Regions from separate parts of the Sus scrofa genome. Here all the other regions are linked to region 2. Evidence: chromatin contacts called from public HiChIP or PLAC-seq and promoter capture Hi-C data. All regions are on one chromosome and are shown on one strand. Each heading gives the region's core, a stretch centred on a gene start, on an enhancer-like site or on the middle of the called end of the contact. The rest is flanking DNA. Distances are from core to core; before and after follow the strand shown. Region 1 holds the start of RPP25 (ribonuclease P protein subunit p25). Region 2 holds the start of CLK3 (dual specificity protein kinase CLK3). Region 3 holds the start of LOC100156967 (cytochrome c oxidase subunit 5A, mitochondrial). Region 4 holds the start of FAM219B (family with sequence similarity 219 member B).

Region 1 (4,769 bases), core at 1,827-4,326, 300 kb after region 2:
CCGCATGTGCACGGCGCCTGGCGCCAGGTCGCCGAAGGGGCCCGAGCCAGGGCCGCCTCCCTCCTCCCCGTTCCCCACCGGCGCCTCCTCGGAGCGCACCTTACGGAAGTTCTCCATGCGCCGTAGTTGCCGGGACCGCGGGGACGGTGGCTTCGCCATGGGGCCGCTTCAGCCCCAGGGCTGCATGGCGGCCGGTCGCGTCCGGCAAGGGCCAGCAGGGGTAAGGGTGCGGAAGCGGCGTGGATGCTAGTGGGCGGGCGGGGACCGTACAATCCTCGTCTCCCACTCCTCTCCACTGGGCGCTGCTCTACTCTGCGCTCTCGGCGCCCTGTGCTCCGCGCCTTTAGCTAAGGCCCCGCCTGGGAGCCTGGGAGCCCCGCCCCCACCGACAGGCCCCGCCCCCAACAGCCCTGCGGGCTCTTGTCCCAGCCTCACCCGCCTCCCGGATCCAGTCCGGTCCTCAGCTATAGGCGCGTGGGAGCGGCACGCACGATGGAGCGCAGTGGCAAAGCCAGGGAGTGACTTGTTAGGCGAAGTTTCCCTATAATCGCCATCAGCTCTCTCTGAGACAACCTTCATAAACGGGCAATCTAAATAAAAACTGCGTTTGAGGTAAACGCCGCCTTAGAACGGGTCCCTGAGTCCTTCTGCGTTTCAGAACTGAAGGCAGCCCCTTGTCCCCTACAAGGAGAGATTTCGAAGCGGCCTGCTGGGGGCTGAGGCTTCTTTCTTCCACTTCCCCCCAACCCCCCCACCCCCGCTGTGTCCCTCCGCTCTGGAGCGGGTATTCTCGCCTCAAGGACAGCCTGTGCACGGTCAGCAGAGTGCGAGAGGGGCTGGCTCCGGCTTCGCTCCGCGCCTGCCTTCGGATGATTACGTCGCGGTGTGGTCCTAAGACAGGTTTCAGCTTCGCCGCGCCTGACTGAAGCTGAAGCATCCTGGACCCCTTCCACCCCCACCCCCTGTGGTGTGGGGACTGAGACCGTGAGCTAGACTGTTCCCTGAGGTGAATGAGAAGAGACCAAGGAGACCTCTTCTCAAGGGAGAGTTAAGCTGCCTCCATTCATGCCTGAAAGTCGAGTATTAAAGCTGCATGCTTTAGGGTAAGCCAGGTATTTTTCTTTGCTAACGTGGATCCCCTCCAGCACCCCACCCCCTTCTTCCCAGGTGGAATTCGTTATTAGTCAGCCTGGCTTCCTTTACAAAAAGGAGACTGGGTGAAAGTATGTTTTGAGGGAAAAGGGAAGTAGGTGGGAAGTTGAAACCTCGGGGCACTATGAAGCTACAGGGTGTCCCTTCCCAGGACCTCTGCAGAACAGAGGGAGTGGCCGGGGATCTCCTGCCAGGAGAGATGAACAGCGAAGGGAGAAGCGAGGTTGGGATTGAAGCGCTGCTGATGGGAGGGAGGGAGTTTGAGAAGAAATTGGACCCTCCCTCGATCTGCCCTAGGGTCTCCTTCTTCATCCTTCCACCCCCTTGCCCACGCACAGAACTGAAGAGTGGGCCAGACCAGATCTGGGCCAGGGTGACTACGTGGGGCGTGGCAAGGAGGAGCACAGAGTTGTGGCCGGTGGGAAACCCTTAAAGTGCTGGGAGCATGACAATGCTTGGGGGAGCCGGGTCGGTTTTGAGATGGAGCTGCCGGGTCCCCCACCCTCTCCTCGCTGCCATTTTTGCATCCTCAGCATCCTGTATCTCCTAGATCTGCCCTGTTGTTTGAAACCCAGGGATGACCCATTACCGCGCCGTGGGAGTGACTGCAGGAGGCGAACCTTTGAGCCCCACCGTACGAATGACCAACGCCCTTCTCGGATCTATTGCTCGCCCTCTGGGATCAGGGGCCCTCGAGGTCGCGTTCTGCTCCAAACCTGTACTTCCACCCCGCCCCAGCTCCCAGAGGCCCCTCTAGGAACAGCCCTAGGAGTCGGAGACACAGTAGTCTGAAGAAGACACAACAGTCTGCAGCGCGTGGCAGGGCGCAGGGAACCTCAGGCCCTGTAAGACTAGGGCAGTTGTGGGACTTAAAGAGCATCAGTTTCGTTAGGCCTGAGAAAAAGTCCCAAAATGGCTGGAATCTATGTTCGAACGGGCTGATAAGCGCAGAAGCGAGCTCTCCACCCACGGGAGTATGCGAGCCAAGGCTGAACGTTCACTTTGAAGGGATCACGCAGGGGTCTACGATTCGGAGGCAGGGGCCAGGAGTTTACGTCGGGTGAGGATAAGACCGTTCTGCGTTTGCCTTTGCTCTGAGCTGGCGCTAGAAAGCGCCGCCCCGCGGTCCCCCTCCACTGGCGCCAGCTGTAGAAGACTCGATTCACTTCGTTCCGCAGTCAGTGAAGGGAGACCGGGGAAAAAGGCCCGCGCCCCCTCCCGCCGCTCCCCTCCTTTTCCCAGCTCCCTCTGCAGCACTTAAAATGTAAATGTACATCGTGATTAGCCGCCGGGTCGCTAATTACCGCTGAAGCCATTCATTACTCTGACAGCGTGCGTTGCAGCCCGCCGGCTGTGCGCTCCTGTGGGGCCGCGGAGTGGCAGGACCGGGTGCGGAGCGAAGAGGGGGAGGAGATCGCGGGCAGGGGAGCGGAAAGATTCGAGTGGGGGGGCAGCGAATGAGTGGAGCGACGCTGGCAGGCCAGAAGCTAGGGCGGGAGAGGGGACAAAATGCTGGACGGTGACGTGCGGGGGCCGGGAGAGGCGAGGTTTGCCCAGGGCTGTTAGGAAAGAAGGCGAAGGAGCCGTAGCAAGGATAGCAGAGAAAGGGGGCGCTATGAGCGAGAAAACCGAGACGAGGAGCGAGGCGACGGCAGGATACTCTGGGGTCGGCTGGGAAGGGAGTAGAGGGCTCAGCTCTGGGAAGGTGGATAAATAAATTTGAGCATCTGTGGTGCACACTCTGCGACAGTTAGAAACATGGAAAAACAGTCAAGACTTTCTGTTGAATGAACTGGGTACCAGCTATCCACACAGTAGGACAAGTATTTTTTAAGCTAGGGAGTGAGGAATCTATTTCTGTGTGCACGTTTATAGATGTAAATGTATTTTTAAAATAACTGCAAGAAAACAGCACACTTCATCTGTTACCTCTGAAGCTGCATTTTGTTGGCCTCTCTAAGGAAAGAACTACTAAGTATGAATATAAAATTAAGCCCAGAGTTTTGAAATAGCCTTTGTTAAGTGAGGTCCTGACCTTGCGCCTGAGGTTCATTAACTTCTTTTCACCTCTGTGATTTGGGCATTTTTTTTTTTTTTTCTATTTTGGCCTCCCCTCGGCATATGGAGTTCCCTGGGACCAGGGATCAGGTCCTAGTGGCAATTGCGACCTTCTCCAGTGCTGCAGCAACAACGCTGGATCCTTTTATCCATTGCGTGGGGGGGAGGGGCAGGGCAGAAATCGAACCCGCAACCTGGTGCTTTGTGCCAGACCCTGTACTATGCGCTCACCTGTACTAACTCATTTCATACAACAATGAAACCACTACCCATTTCGTAAGTCAGGTAGAGCCAGATCCAGAGTCTGTCTGGCTCCAGAGTCTGTTCTGTTCTTTTTTTTTTCTTTTTTTCCCTCCCCCTCAACCTCCCTCTCTGGCAACCACCAATCTCTTCTCTGTATCTACAAGTTAAGTTCTGTTGTTGTTTTTAGATTCCACATATAAGTGAGATCATACATTATTTATCTTTATTTCACTTAACATCATGTATGTATACATACATAACACACAATAGAATATTATACATACACACACACCACATCTTCTTTATTCTTTTATATGTCAATGGACACTTAGGTTGCTGTCATGTTTTAGCTATTATAAATAATTCTGCAGTGAACATAGGGAGGCATATGTCTTTTAGAATTAATGCTTTCATTTTCTTTAGAAAATACCCAGGGTATGGGAGTTCCCGTCGCAGTGCAGCGGTTAACGAATCCGACCAGGACCCATGAGGTTGCGGGTTCGATCCCTGGCCTTGCTCAGTGGGTTAAGGATCCAGCGTTGCCGTGAGCTGTGGTGTAGGTCGCAGACATGGCTCGGATCCCTCGTTGCTATGGCTCTGGCATAGGCCGGTGGCTACAGCTCCGATTAGACCCCTAGCCTGGGAACCTCCATATGCCGTGGGAGCGGCTCAAGAAAAAGGCAAAAAGACAAAAAAAAAAAAAAAAAAAAAAGAAAGAAAGAAAATACCCAGGGTAGAATTGCTGGATCATACGGTAATTCTATTTTTAATTTTTTTTCTTCTGTCATTTTAGGGCTGCGCCCACAGCATATGGAAGTTCCCAGGCTAGGGGTTGAATTGGAGCTACAGCTGCCGGCCTACACCACAGCCACAGCAACGCAGGATCTGAGCTGCATCTGCAACCCATACCACAGCTCACGGCAATGCTGAATCCTTAACCCACTGATTGAGGTCAGGGATCGAACCCACAATCTCCTGGTTCCTAGTTGGATTTGTTTCTGCTGTACCACGATGGGAACTCGCTATCAGAGTCTGTTCTTAAGCATGGCACTAGACCATCTGCAAGAGGAAGGAGAAGCAGAGTGGAAAGCCATCAGCTCTAGGTCTCCCCAGCTACCCATGATGAAGGTCCAGAACTTCAGGATAGAATTCTGCTCTGCCAGCTGCTTGCCTGGGATAGCAGGCATCAGGGCTGCACTTCCTCCTCCTGCTTTTACCTTGGGGCAGAGCTAGGGTGCTTTGTTTATGCCTTCCCAGAATTATAAATATCCTTCGGGGTATACTGAGTTTTTCTACAACTTACAAAATGCTTGCCT
Region 2 (4,769 bases), core at 1,683-4,182:
ATGGGGCCCTGCCTCACGACTGCTCTGCCCACATTCCCAACCTGCTCCTTACTCAGGACTGCTACCAGGTCCTCTCCCTTCTAGACACCTTGACTCTCTCCTCTCCCCAACTCCAGGCTCAGGTTCCTGGAGCTCCCTCCTGTGCTGTCTCACCCCATTTCACCACCACACAAGGTGTCTCCAAAAGGCACCATGAGGACCAGCCCCTGCCCCCACTTCCCATGTCCTGGCACAGCACCCACAGCTCTACCCTGACTGGTGCTCTGTCTTTCCCACTTAGAGGCAGGGGTCCTCTTTGGGCAGCATCCCCTCTGACTGAGCCCCTGAGCTTGCCTGACTTGGTTTGGGGGAGGGAGGCTCATGGAATGGGGAGTGGCACAGCCCAGGCTGTTGAACCAGTGCTGTGGGAACACAGGGAAGAGAAGCCCTACCCTCCCTTGGGGCTCCCAGGAAGGCTTTCCAGAGAGGTTACTTTGGGGCTAAGGCCCAAAAGTGAATTAACTACCCCTAGAAGAGGCAAAGATGGATGTGGAAGGCAACAGAACAAGGGCAGCAGGACAAGGAGGGGGGTCAGAGAAGCTGGAGCTGGAGGGAGTGGTGAGCTGAGCCAGGAGCCCATGGGGGCAAATGGGGAAATCAAGGGGGCCAGAACTGCTGTGGTGCTTAGGTGGCTGGAGGCAGGGCAGGTACAGGGCAGAGGCATCTCCTTGATGTCCTCCACTCGCATAGCAAAGACTTGGTGGGCACATGCATTGAGGCCTAGAGATAGAGCTTGGGCCTGAGTGGCAGCGGATGTGGAGCAGTCCTCCTCTAAAGGTGGCCCAGGCCCCTGAGCTCCCCGGCCACCAGCTGCCAAGGTCTCAGCCATCCAGCACTGGAGGAGAGAGGGGGAGGAGTGCATTGTGGGTGGAGAGTTACTCATACTTCACTTTTTCCAAGTGCTTGACACTCTGCCTTTCTTTCATCTAGGTCTGAGTTCTCTTAGGAACAAAGAGGGAAGAATGAGGCTTAAAGGTAGAGTATCAGGTAGGACAGCTGCTGGACTGCAGACTTTAGAGAAGGAGCTGGGAGATGGCTCCTATTCTATTTCTGAAAAAGAGAGCTCTGTTTCTTTACTAGGAGGCAGGGACTCCTGTGTTCTTGATGGTGGGAGGGATGGTGGGAAGATGGCCTGACTTACCAGCTCAGAGACTGGTGCCCAGGTCATGACTCCGGGCTCTGAGCTCCTCCACCCTCAGCTGCTGTTGTGATCCTAGCTTGCAGGAGCCATGGAAACTGCAGGCAACACATAGCTGTAGGAGGAGGAGACACCAGAGCCCTTCCACCTCATCTTAATGGATGAAACCCTTAGATGGACCCCTGCTGGTGTGGCCTCTGGCATAGGGCAAAGGCCTAGGCAAAAATGGCTGCTCAGAATCTTCCACCCCAGAGGCAGGAGCCTAAAGGGGCAGGATTTAGGGGCAGAGACAGCCGGGCTCTCGGTCGCCAACTACACAGTAGAAGCGGCTCCGGAATTTATATTGGGGGGAATGGGTGCATTTGGTTGGACCGGGACCGGGAGTCGGTCTTGAGGCTGCATTAGTGTAGTAAGCAACCCGTTTGAACTTGGCTTTGGTTGTTTACTTGCAGTGGGAGTGGTGGAACTAACGGAGATTTGTACTAAGCACCTGCTCAAGCCATGCCGTCAGACCCCAGTTTAAGGGGGAACTAGAGGTTAGAGACTGTAGAGGCCTCGCAACTCCGGAGGGGTCGTTTCCTTTTGGAATCCGCCTCAGTGGCTGGGAGACTAGCCGGATGTCAGGGGCGTGACCAGCCCTCGCTGCGGCGAGGGCGGAGGCGGGGCCGGGGCTGGGGAAAGGGGTGGTGACAAGCAGGCCCACGCGGTGCTGGGGAAATGCTGCAGCCTTCGCAGTTCAGTCCCCGGGAGGGGCGGGGCCCGGAAGGATGCTGTGTCCCTCCTTCTTGGGCCCTGGCGTGGCTAGGGGGCAATTAGAGGCCGCTCCCGCCCTCTTTGACCGACGCCAGCGAGAGCCGGGGGGGGGGGGGGGCCAGGGAGTGCACGCTCATAAACCGCGAGGTCTCCCAAAGGACCTGACCTCGGTTTTCTCATCTGGAAAAGATGACCTCCTTATCTCCCTATGACCAAGAGCGGGGCAGTAGGTGGCCGGGGCTTCGGTGAGCCCGCGCCGGCGGCGGGGGCAGAGAGGTCACCAGGTGACTCCAGGGGAGAAATAGGAGTGAGGGGGGCCGCGGGGCTTTTCTTCGGCGGGGGTGGGACGCGGGTGGTTATGAACTAAGAAACAACTCTGGTCTGCTCACTGCCGTGCCCAAGAATGCTCAAGGAAAACGAGACCCCCTTTTACCCCAGAACCCGTCCCTTTCCCTTCAAAGGCCCCGCCGACGTGACTCTCCAGTATCTTCCCAGAAACTGCAGTGCACATACACCGGGCTTGGACGCGCCGCCATGACTTTAAAAAGCTCCTCCACACATGAATAAGGTCTCATTTGCTTCTTTCACATCAGCGGGAGTCGGGAACCTCCTTCCCGATCCTCCGTGGGCTTTAGCGCCCTCCAGGGCCTCGAGGCCGGGCTGGCGCTCAAGGCCTACCCAGTTTTCACTTGAGGCGACAGCGAAACAATGCCCTCCTCCCGGCGCTCAGGAAAGGAAAGGCCAAGCGGGCTTGGGCGGGGTCGGGGCTCCACCTTTCGGCTCTCAGCGCCTGTCCACCGGTGCCCCCCGCCGCATCTTTGAGGCCTACGTGCCTCGTGACACGGCAGGGGGCGGGCCGCGGCTGGGGACATCCCCTCGGCCCTCCAGGAACCAGGTTCCACCGCCGCCGCAGCGACCCAGGTGGACAGGGCGGGTCCTCCAGAGTCTTCGAGTTCACGGCTAGAGGGGCCAAGTCGCCGAGCTCAGTCGACCGACGGCTGCGTCACGGGAGGGGCGGGCCCGCCACGGGCGGAGGCCGGAGCCGGAAGCGGAAGAGGCGCTCGGAGCGGGGAGTGGGGCCTAGCCTCAGCCGGAGCCTGGGAGACGGTGAGTGTGGGGCCCTGGCCCGCGACGAGGAGCGGGGGGTTGAGTCAGAGGGGCGGGTACGCTGGGTGTGGGTCCCCGGGCTTCTAGTTCGGGCTTGGTCTGCTCTCTTTCGTTCTCTTGGCCCATCTCAGGCCGCGGCCCCGACCTCTCACCCCTGACCTGCCGCTTCTCCCCCAGAGGGCGGTCACAGCAGACCCCAGTCTCTCGATCCTGTGCGTCCGAGTCCGAACCTGTGAGAGGCCCCTGAGGGCCCTGCAGGGATCCACCTTCGGCCCTATACCTGCCCGCGGAATGGGGTCAGGGTCCTACCTGCGACAGCCTGGAGGGGCTTTCAGACCCCTCCCCTAACCCTGGCTCGAGGCTGGGTCGGCAGACTCCTCCTCTCCGCGCGGCTTGGAGTCTGATTCCGGCCCAAGCTGGCTTTCCTCCTGCCCGCCTCCCCCACCCCAGGTCTCCCCTCGCCTCCATTGGCGGCGGTTACCAGGAACCCGCCTCAGATCTCTGGGACCCGCGGCGTCAGGAAGGACGCGAGCGAGGGCTGCGGGCCCCCTGATTGTTTTGTTGTGATGATGGAGCCGCTCCAGCCCGGAGGAGGGGCCGAGCCAAGCTGACAGTACAAATGCCCGGGCTGCTGCATGGTCCAGGAGTCTCTGTGCTTTAGTTCCGGGTGCGGGTGTCCTGGTGTGGAGCTGGGGTGGGAATCGCCTGAGCCAGGGCCCCGTTGAGGCGGAGTTGGCGGCCTTCCAGCTTCCCTCCTCCATGCCCTTGAAAAGGAGGAGCGTTTCTCCCGGTGGTGGCGGCTTGCAAGGTGGCAGGTTTGAGGTTGCAGTGTTGGGGCAGCGTCAGCCAAAAATAACCATGGGGCGCTGGGGTGGCTGGGATCCGGCAGGGCTGCCGCTGACTTGGCTGGCTGCTCTTGTCAACCCAGTTCTCTGGCCAGGAACAGCAAATGAGAAGACAGCTAGGCCTGTGCTCAGAGAAAAGCTGGCATCCTCGCCCTGGTTTCTTTCACATTACCTTTTTCTTAATTGTGCCAAGCAGAGCCTTCTGGAACGTAATTGTGGCCCTTGTTTTTCTTTTACAACCTGTTTGCTGGGGTCTCAGAGAATCAGAGATAATTGAGGAGAAATGGGCCCTAGAACCCTAGCTGGGAGGATTATGAGGGGCATCTGGTGTTACCATTATTTCACCTGCCTAGAATGTGTTAAAACAGGGGAGATTATGTCCTCTCTGATTGCCTTGCGTGTGATACTTTATATCTCTCATATTTGTCATTCCCTTTGCCAACTTGGCTGGGAGGTGGTCATATCTCCATTTTCCAGATATTGTAACCATGGCCCAGAGTGACTTGTATAAGGTCACAAGGCCAAGTGGCAGCACTGGGATTTACTTTAGGTATAGGGTTTTCTACCTATACCTCTCTCCCCTCTGCTCCCTTGGGACTTATGAACTACCTTTAATGCTTTTAAGGCATTTAACATAGACCCAGAGGTGTTACTTGGAAACTTTTTAATGAAAAGCTGCCTTCAGTATCTCTTGTGACCCATGCTAGGCATTTGACCCAAGGGCATGTACTAGGCATGTTACTTTAAGATGTGACATAAACCCTGTAAGTGATTACTGTTCCTTTGTTGCAAGAGGAAGCTGAAGGGTAGAGGTGTTTAATAACCTGCCTAAAGGCACAAGCTAGAAGTGGCCATGTCAGCATTCATGTTGACATCAGCGTGACTGA
Region 3 (4,487 bases), core at 426-2,925, 290 kb after region 2:
AACTGAGTCTTAAGGTTTAACTAATACCTCCAAGGTCACACCGCTAGAAAGCAGTTGACATGAATATAACCAATACTGCCTCCTTGTGGCAAATATTTAGGTCTATGGGACAATACCTAAAATAAAGCTTTTTGTTAGGGAATTATACTAAAGAGGGTGCGGAGAATGCCTAGCAGATAAACCAGTAGTCCAAATTTACTGGAGAAAGAACTGCCTTAAATCTAGAGTTTGCAGAAAGCCTGCCACTTCCTCAACCTGCCACAAAATGTAACAATTCTTTTCAAGAGGTCAAGAACACCTCCCCCAAATGTATCCACATGAACAAAACCGAAGCAAAACATAACTCCTTAGGTTCTGAAGCGCTAGTTAAATAGTCAAAAGAACAACACTATTAGTTTTGAGTTTGAGTGCATGTTTAAATTTTATAACGTTAGCATATGCTACCGTCACGCACCAAGATCAAAGCGCAGTTACAAGAAATGGGCACAACACTGTGAGCCAACTATATTCCAATAAATTTTTTAAAGTGCATTTACAATAATTAAAAGTTCAGTGCTGGACACAAAGTCTCCTGGAACACATATTAAGCAGAAGGCAAAATAAGAGACAGAAATCAGCAGAACATCTCATACTCCAGCAACCAGACTTCTAGCCGGAAGCACAAATAAAAAATAAAACTTCTCCAAGTTTGTAGGACCCAGGACTCCTGGGTCTGTGGTACCCCGTTTTCCAAACAGTAATATTCTTATCCTAAGACCTATCAAGTCAGGCTCTCTTCCAGACCTCAGGAAACAACCACATACACTGATCTAATGTAAAGATGGAAGAATTAAAACATGGCACAACAGTGTCTAAAAATAAAAGAACGGCTGGAGAAAGTGACACACAAAACGGTAACGAGAAATGCCTGATGAAAAGACTACACTGTGTCCCAGTCACGGAAGTATAAAGTGTTCTCGGAAGAGGCTGCGGGCGGCGGTGCCAGGGTCCCCGGAGGGGCCACTCCCGCCTTCTACCCTGAGCTCAATGTCACCTTCGCGGAAGCGCTGCAGGCCGGCGGTAGCCACTCCCAGTCAGTGGCCGCAGGATCAACGCCAGGGCACGGTCATGGCCCGGGGACCGAAGAGGTCCAGTGGGCGCGGGAGGTGCACCCACAGCAGGTCCACGCTCGACCGGTCCGCGGTGCCCGCACCAGGAAGTCGCGCCAAGGGAGGACCCCGGGACGCGCCCTCGAGTCCTCCACAACTCGGCGGCGGCGGGAATGGCTAGCGGTCCTCAGGTTCGGCCGTCGGCCCGCAGGGCAGGGGCTAGGCCTCTGGGCGAGCCTGCCCTCGCATGGCGGCGGGGGCCCAGGTCACCACAAGGACACGCGGGCGCGGACAGTGGCAGGCGGGAGCCTTACCGGCGGCGGGGCCGGGGGTCGGAGTGGGGTGCAGAAGGCCTCGAGGGCTGGCCCGGGCGACTGCGGCTGCTGCTACGGAGCAGCGGCGAACAGCGGCGCCTAGCATGACGGCGATGGCGGCGCGCAGGTTAACGCTAAGGCAAAGCCGGGTGTGAGCTCAAGGGCCGCTTCGAAGCTCGTGGGGGCCGAACTCACGCACCGACGCAGGGCGGGCGGAGCGTGGAGGCCCTCCCACTGCGGCGCTCGCGCCTAGGCGGAAAGGGGCCACACGCGGCCGCAGGCGGCCTACGGCGGCGCGTTCAGGACAAACCATTTCGGCGCCGCGCCCCGCCCCGCCGCCCGGGTCTGGGCGTGGACCAGATCTGCTATTGTGGAGCTAGGATGGTAGGATGGCAGAGGACAGCAGTGGACAGGCTCGAGAGGCGACTCCAGCACCTCAAAATGGGAACGATAACAATAATAACGACAAATTATAATAAAAATATCTTTTTTGTTTACCACCTGGTGTGAGCCTACAATAAGAGAACAAGTGGGGGCAAAACAACTGCTTGTGTATAAGATCTTATTAGCAACTAATCTTTTTTTTTTTTTTTTGCTTTTTAGGGCCGCACCTGCAACATAATGGAAGTTTCCAGGCTAAGGGTGGAATTGGAGCTGTAGCCGCCAGCCTATGCTGCAGCCATAGCAACGCCAGATCCTAGCGGCGTCTGCAACCTACACCATGGCTCACCGCAACGCCGGATCCTTAACCCACTGAGTGAGGCCAGGGATGGAACCCTCAACCTCATGGTTACTAGTCGGATTATTTTCCCCTGCGCCATAACAGGGATCAACAGCAATATTCCTGTATAACAAATCCGCAAGCATTAGGAAATGAGTGGAGGAGCTCCCGCTGGGGCGCCACAGGCGGGATTGGCCGTGTCTTGGGAGCTCTGAGACCAGGGTTCCATCCCCTGCCACGCATAGTGGGTTAAGGACCCGGTGTTGCCGCAGCTACGACTTGAGTGGCGATTACCTTGGAATCTGTTCCCTGGCCCAGGATCTCCATATGCCACGGGGCGGCCAAAAATTGGAAAAAAAATATGAGTGCAATCACTTTACAGAGAAGGAAACAGCCTCAGAAATTAGATTTCTTGCAGGCAATTGACTCTCTTTTCACCAAATCCCCAGTTCCAGGACTCACCTGGATGTTTCTGGGGAAACCACCACTTCCAGTCCCTACAGGAAGGGGTCGATTAAATCCCAAGACTCTTAATATCAAATCTGGCCTCAGTAACTGCATTCTGATTTTGAGCTCCTGGGCAGTGGGCCTGCTTGCCCCAGGCCTGAATTATCTCGCAGCCACCAAGAGTTAAGTAGTAAAGATTCTTGACTTGTAATCACTCATTCTCTATCCCTGGACCCACTGAAGAAAGAAAAGATGGATATTCAGCTCCTCTTCCTCACTCCAGGCTCTGTCTCCAGAAAATCAGTGTTGATCTCTTTTTCTTCCCTAGCAGTGTGGCCTTAGGAGGTATGAATCTGGCTGGGAAACGGATAAAAAAGCTTTTCTCAAAGCACCTGTCCTCTGAGAGTTCCCTTGCAGCATAGTGGGTTAAGGAGCTGGATGTTATCACTGCAGTGGTTTGAGTCACTGCTATGGTGAGGGTTCAGTCCTTGGTCCAGGAACTTACATATGCCCCTGGTTGTGGCCAAAAGTAAAAACAAACAAACAAAAAAACCCCAAAGCACCTGTCCCCATTTTCCCCCACCAACTTAACCAAACAACACCAGGGGAAGTTTTGCCTCTTTGAGTTTAATTAATATTCTCCAAATATCTTAAGAGCTGGAAGCTCAGGACAAGGTCAGCGTTCCCATACTTAAGAAAGCACTGTAGTTCTCTTGCGGCACGTGGCATTAAGGATCCACATCTTCACTGCAGCAACCTGCATCGCTGCTGTGGTACAGGCATCTCTGGTCTGGGAACTTCCACACTCCATCTGGTCTTTGCTCTTAGTCTCTCCACTTTGCTACAGTACCTTAGATTGAGAACTGGAGTGTGGTATGTTTTGGTTGTTGTTTTCAAAAACAATCATGACTGTAGTGGAGTTCCCGCTGTGGTGCAGTGGATGAAGAATCTGGTGTTGTCTCTGCAGAGGTACGGGTTTAATCTGCTACCCAGAGAAGTGGGTTAAAGATCCTGCTTTGCTGCAGCTGTGGCAGTTGTTGTAGCTGCAGTTCAGATTGGATCCCTGGCCTGGGACTCCCATATGCCACAGGTGTGGCTGAAAAAGAAAAAAAAATGAGTGTAATTTATTATGTACCACTGCATGCTATAAATTATTTATTATCTCATCTAAGCCTCATAACAATGTTGTGAGATAAGAATTTATCCCTATTTTAAAGATGAAGAAATAGGCTCAAAGGATATTTGCCTAAGAATCACATAGCTAATAAATAGTAGTGCTTAGAGCCCAGGTTTGTCTGACTCTAGAAATTGTTTTCTTTCCCTACCACCCCTAAAGGTAGGCTTTGCTGGCTTCTCAGTGAACTCTGAACCACTTGTTACCTTGAGGGCAGTTCTTAGCCCTCATCACTTGTATTAGTTTTCTATTGCTGCCTAACAATTTACCACAAACTAAGCAACTTAAAACAATACCCATTTGGAGTTCCCACTGTGACACATTGGGTTAATGATCTGGCTTGCCTCTGTGGCTTTGCTGGGTTGAATCCTTGGCCTAGAACAGTGGGTTAAGGATCCCGTGTTGCTGCAGCTGCTGCAGCTGTGGCATAAGTCATAGATGAACCTAGGAACTTTCACATGCTCTGGATGGGGCTGAAAAAGCAAGCAATCAAACAAACCAGTAAAGATTCTTGGAATTCCCTGGTGGCTCATTGGGTTAAGGATCTGGCTTGTCACTGCCATGATGTGGATTTGATCACTGGCTCTGGAACTTCTGCATGCTGCAGGCCTGGCCAAAAACGCAAAAGAGTCCCCATTTATTATATCCCAGTTTCTGTAGGTCAGAGTTATGCCTTCATAGCATAACTGGTTTTCTACTGAGGATCTTATAAGACTGAAATCAAGATGTCAGTCGGGACTCTG
Region 4 (4,653 bases), core at 1,903-4,402, 260 kb after region 2:
CAGGTTGGTCCCTATGAGGGCTGAAGAATATGGAACAATGTACCAGAACTATGGGTTAGAGTAGAACAGGGTGCAGAATGGCTTTTTCTGCACTGCCAGTAAGACATGTTATTCTTTGATGCCAACAGAGCTCATTCCTTGCAAAGTGGAACCTGTTAGCCTGGCTTCACCAGTTCCACTGAGCAGAAGGAAAATGAGCCTAGGAAGTCTAGGCCTTTCTCTGGCTCTCAGCTAATTTTTCTCTTCAGTTTTAACAATCTTAGGCATCCAGACATTCAAAGAAGATACAATTTTCAAACTGCCTGTATTCTTTTTGGCAGAAACTCAGGGGTTATCCAAGGGTTTCCAGGAAAATAAGGACAAGATACCAGCAGTATAGTCTTCATCCCAGCACTTCACCTCTATCAAAGGCAGTAAGATGCACATGCCAGGACTTTACATCCCTGGTTTTGTTTTTTTTTTGCTTGTTAGGGCTGCACCCACGGCATATGGAGGTTCCCAGGCTAGGGGTCTAATCAGAGCTACAGCTGCTATCCTACACCACAGCCACAGCAACGCAGGATCCGAGCCATGTCTGTGACCTACACCACAGCTCACGGCAACACCAGATCCTTAACCCATTAAGCAAGGCCAGGGATCGAACCCGCAACCTCATGGTTCCTAGCTGGATTCGTTTCCACTGCGCCACACAGGAACTCCACATTCCTGTGTTTTTGTGTAGGACAATCACTCTGGAAACATGTCCAAAAGGCCAGCCCAGGAGTATCTCAGTCTCAGTTCTCATAGATGGAACAACTGAAGGAATAGAAGTTGTCTGGCTTGGAAGAAAGCAAGCTTGGTGGAAGACAGATGGGGAGGGATGAGAAGGCTTAACTCAGATAAGAAACAATCAAAACAAGGGAGACTAGAATTACTGTGTGACAATGGAGGCAGGACTAGGACTACTACATCCAAGCTGCAGGCGACATCTGAAATTAGTAAGGAAGACTTAAGAGCTACCTGAATTGTGTGTTGGGGTAGGAGGTGGAGATAGGCAGCCAGATTTCTTGGAGACACTGAATACCCAATTACAATGAGCATTCAAACAAGTAGAGGGTGGTAAACACTTAGCTGAGATTTATCAAGAGGATTCCTTTTGTAAGTGGTGGCCTGGATTAGAAGACTTGTGAGGTCATTTGCAGCCCTAAGGGTCTGTGGTCTCTTGAACTTTCAACAGCCCTTCTTAGTTAGACACCTTTACTTCTGCTGGGGGGAGAGTGCAGAGTAGAAGACTGGAGGACAAACCACAAGTCTGGCACAGTGCCGTGCATACAGCAGGAACCAGACAAGCATTTGGCAGTGGCAGTGACACTGCCTTCAGCCTGGCCCCACACAGAAAGGCGCTCTGGACTTGCCTCTGCAGAGGAATACCCGGAGGAGTATCTGGATTCCAGCTCCCCATCACTAGAAGATGAAGACAGTCAGATCAGGGAGATGCCTGTGGAGTACAGCTATAAACAGCACGGTGCAGAGCATGCAAAGGGGTTTGGGGGACTTGTGAAGCAAAGACCACACACCATAAAACTCAAGCCCAGAATGTGCCATGAGTATAAATAGCTCCTTCCACTGGCTCCAGCAGGGACAGGGTCACTGGCACTAACAGTGCAGACATTATAGGGTAGGATGATTTCCCCAGATAAGGTTGGTGCTTCAAATCCAAGAGCAGCAAGATGACCTATGAGTCCTCTAAGCAAGCCATCCTGGGAAGGGATAGTGCAGCCCTGGAACATGCACAAAAGGTCTTGGAAGAGACAGGGAATAAGCAAAGCAAGTGATCTGCAATTTTACCCAAATCACTCCCCAAGGGTATTTCCAAGGAGTGCACTTACCTGTCAGAGTCAAGGGACACCAGGTTTTCATCTGGACTCTGACTAAGAGCAGTATAGCCCTTGTTAAACTTCACTGACCTAAGGGGAGATGGGGGGAAAACCAAGCATAGGTAAAGCACCAGCTTTTCGCAGCGAAAGCCAGAGTCCTCACCCTTATGGGAAAAAACCCAACTGATGGCACTACTCCTGACTTGCCTTCTACCTGGTCACACAGCCACCACTGCCTGCCATGTATGTGGCTACAGCTCCTCAGAATATGCACTTCCTCACACCACTCCCCCTGCTGCTCCTGAAGAAAAGCACACCCCCTCTTTAATGAATTGGGAAAAGCCCTGTCTCCCCACCTAATTTAACCAGGGAACAGAAAAAGTTCTTAGGCAAATTCCTTCACCTGCTTTAGCCCTTATTTGTAAGAGAGGCCCTGGATAAAGTCCCACCCAATCCTTAGAGTTTACCATTCTGTTAGAAGCAAACAAACAGCCCTGACTTCCCACACTGCTCTCCATCCTCACTCTTTGGGGCCCCAGCCACTATATTCCTCCCTAACTTAGTGAATGACCCTACTCACTGACAAAACTTATTCCAAAGCCCTTTCCTTGAAATCATCACATTCTAGAAGGAAAAGAAAAGGTGGTTCCTCTTCTCATTTTAATGCAGTGAACCTGACAGGTTGGCTTCAGGGGAATCACTAGTTCGGCCCCTAAACGTGTGTTTGCTTTCTGTCTCCCGGCCTGAACACTAAAGCCTTCTCTGGAAACGGTTGCACAGAGGAAGTGGCGCTTGCTGAGACCTTTTTCCTGAAGAGTCGGGGCGGTTCGGCGCGGCACCCAGCATGCCCTTTCTCCGCAAAACTGCCTTGGCCAGGTCCCGGTGTTTCTCTGGAAGTCAAAGGGCCGCAGTCAGAGGGATCCTCCCCATTCCGCAGTGTATCCCAAACGCCAGGAGCCCGCTCTCCGAACGGATTTTGAGGTGCGGGAGCGGGCTGCAGGTGCCCCTCCAGGGTCGCCCCGGTGCGGCTCCGGAGCCCGCCCGGGGACACAGCAGCCCGCCCCGGCAGAGAACCCCCACCAGGCAGCACTCACGCAACTTGGCCTGAATGGAAGGCGCGCGCGTCACCATGTATGGCCCCCGCTTCTCCACAGCAGCCAGAGTCCGCTCCCCAAGCCGGGGTACTCCAATACCGCTTCGGCCGGAGGGCGGACCTGCAGACCCAGCACCGCTGGGCCGGGGTCCCAGAACGGACGCCAGAACCGCGTGCCCACTGGGCTCCGCTGTCGCCATCGCTTGGCCACGCCCCTCCGGGTGGTGGAGCCCCGCCTCCTGGCTAACCAGCCAGCAACCGGGAAGGAGGCGGTCTCTCCTCGAGCAAGATGGCGGCGCGCGGGCGCAGATTGTACCCGCCTGAGCTTTCCGGTCCCATCAGTTGCGGGGTTGGCTCAATTGTTCCGCCCTTCCGGAGGGTTTGGATTGCTGCAGTCCCGCCTTTCTGGCACACCACGTGCTTTTAGTTGGCCTGAGTTCCTGGCTGTCAAACTAAATTTTTTCTCTAGTGGAAATTAAATATCAATATTTTCGGGGTGGCCGCGGATGTGCACCTGCGGACTTCGAGCTCTTTGCGCCCTGGTGCGCACGCGCTCCTCGTGGTATCTGCGCATGGGTCCTCTTGCCACAGCCGCAGCTCCCCCAGGGCGGACCGGGGAGAGCTTGGATTGAACCAGAAAGAGCAGTAGGAGACAGGAACGTGTCAGCGCCCTTCTCCAGAAAAGAAACTAGGCGCGGGAAAACAGTTTAAAGACCTTGTGGAGGTCACACAACCAGAGACACTGCCTGCGCTGATACTCTAATGTCAAGTCCAGGTTATTTCCAACACCACGCAATGCCTGAGACCTTGGATGAGGCTGACTCTCTCTAGGACTCAGTTTTCACATATTATTATTATTTTTTGTCTTTTTAGGGCCGCACCCGTGGCATATGGAGGTTTCCAGCCTACCGGGTCTAATCGGAGCTACAGCTGCCGGCCTATGCCACAGCCACAGCAACGCGGGATCCAAGCAGTGTCTGCAACCTACACCACAGCTCACGGCAGCGCCGGATCCTTAACCCACTGAGTGAGGCCAGGGGTGGAACCCGCATCCTCATGGCTCTTAGTCGGATTCGTTTCTGCTGCTCCACCGGGAACTCCAGTTTCCACGTTTTAAAATGGAACCAATATCACTACCCTTCTTACAGCGACAAACAAGGGCAAAATAGGCCTTGGGAAGAAGAATGAAAGTGTGTCCAGGCCGGAGCTGTCACAGCTCGTGACTTCTCTGGCCCCCAAGGGATGTGTTTGTAGCTGGCTGGTAAGTAGCTCCAGATCCTTGTAGTAACTGCGAAATCTCATGAGGCTGTCCCAAGGCTAATTTATTAGTCTCCACAGGGTAGTTCAAAAATGTACAACTTATGAGCCTCCAGGGCCACAAAAACAGTTGAGTGGGAGTGTGATTAGGCGGGATAGGAGAAAATAATTTATGACTGCGTTTTTTAAAGTTTTATTTTTTAGAGCCACAGGTGCGGCATATGAAAGTTCCCAGGCTAGGGGTGGAATCAGAGCGGCAGGTGCAGGCCTATGCCACAGCCACATCAACTCGGGATCCTTAGTCTGAATCCTCATGGATACTAGTAGGGTTTGTTTCTGCTGAACCACAATGAGAACTCCTAGAACTAAATTTTTTGAAAAATGAGAAGCAGAGTTCTTTCGTGGCACAGTGAGTTAAGAATCCAGCATTGTCACTACAGCAGCTTG

What was found. Promoter capture Hi-C pulls out the DNA fragments that hold promoters and counts their contacts. HiChIP or PLAC-seq counts read pairs in DNA pulled down with a chosen protein or histone mark.
Region 1: an H3K27ac HiChIP or PLAC-seq map of alveolar macrophages shows a contact between it and region 2, with 7 times the contacts expected there. The contact joins the promoter of RPP25 here to the promoter of CLK3 in region 2. A contact is called at or near these places in 1 of 5 promoter capture datasets (liver), 1 of 47 Hi-C or Micro-C datasets (blood) and 1 of 2 datasets of contacts at active chromatin or transcription factors (alveolar macrophages).
Region 3: a contact with region 2 is called in a promoter capture Hi-C map of liver, with 5 times the contacts expected there. The contact joins the promoter of LOC100156967 here to the promoter of CLK3 in region 2. A contact is called at or near these places in 1 of 5 promoter capture datasets (liver), 1 of 47 Hi-C or Micro-C datasets (liver) and 2 of 2 datasets of contacts at active chromatin or transcription factors (alveolar macrophages and skeletal muscle).
Region 4: a contact with region 2 is called in a promoter capture Hi-C map of fetal liver, with 2.9 times the contacts expected there. The contact joins the promoter of FAM219B here to the promoter of CLK3 in region 2. A contact is called at or near these places in 1 of 5 promoter capture datasets (fetal liver), 3 of 47 Hi-C or Micro-C datasets (embryonic fibroblasts, epiblast stem cells and fetal skeletal muscle) and 2 of 2 datasets of contacts at active chromatin or transcription factors (alveolar macrophages and skeletal muscle).

Annotation. Positions count from the first base shown.
Region 1 is chr7:58,604,157-58,608,925 of Sscrofa11.1, reverse strand. It overlaps RPP25 (ribonuclease P protein subunit p25), which reads right to left and starts at 3,076. Exons shown (of 1, transcript XM_001927117.5): 1 at 1-3,076. The coding sequence starts at 159.
Region 2 is chr7:58,907,779-58,912,547 of Sscrofa11.1, reverse strand. It overlaps CLK3 (dual specificity protein kinase CLK3), which reads left to right and starts at 2,932. Exons shown (of 13, transcript XM_001927924.7): 1 at 2,932-3,037.
Region 3 is chr7:58,620,157-58,624,643 of Sscrofa11.1, reverse strand. It overlaps LOC100156967 (cytochrome c oxidase subunit 5A, mitochondrial), which reads right to left and starts at 1,675. Exons shown (of 5, transcript XM_005666147.2): 1 at 1,403-1,675. The coding sequence starts at 1,508.
Region 4 is chr7:58,649,269-58,653,921 of Sscrofa11.1, reverse strand. FAM219B (family with sequence similarity 219 member B) reads right to left here and starts at 3,152. Exons shown (of 5, transcript NM_001243582.1): 1 at 2,951-3,152; 2 at 2,659-2,746; 3 at 1,869-1,946; 4 at 1,395-1,443. The coding sequence starts at 3,149.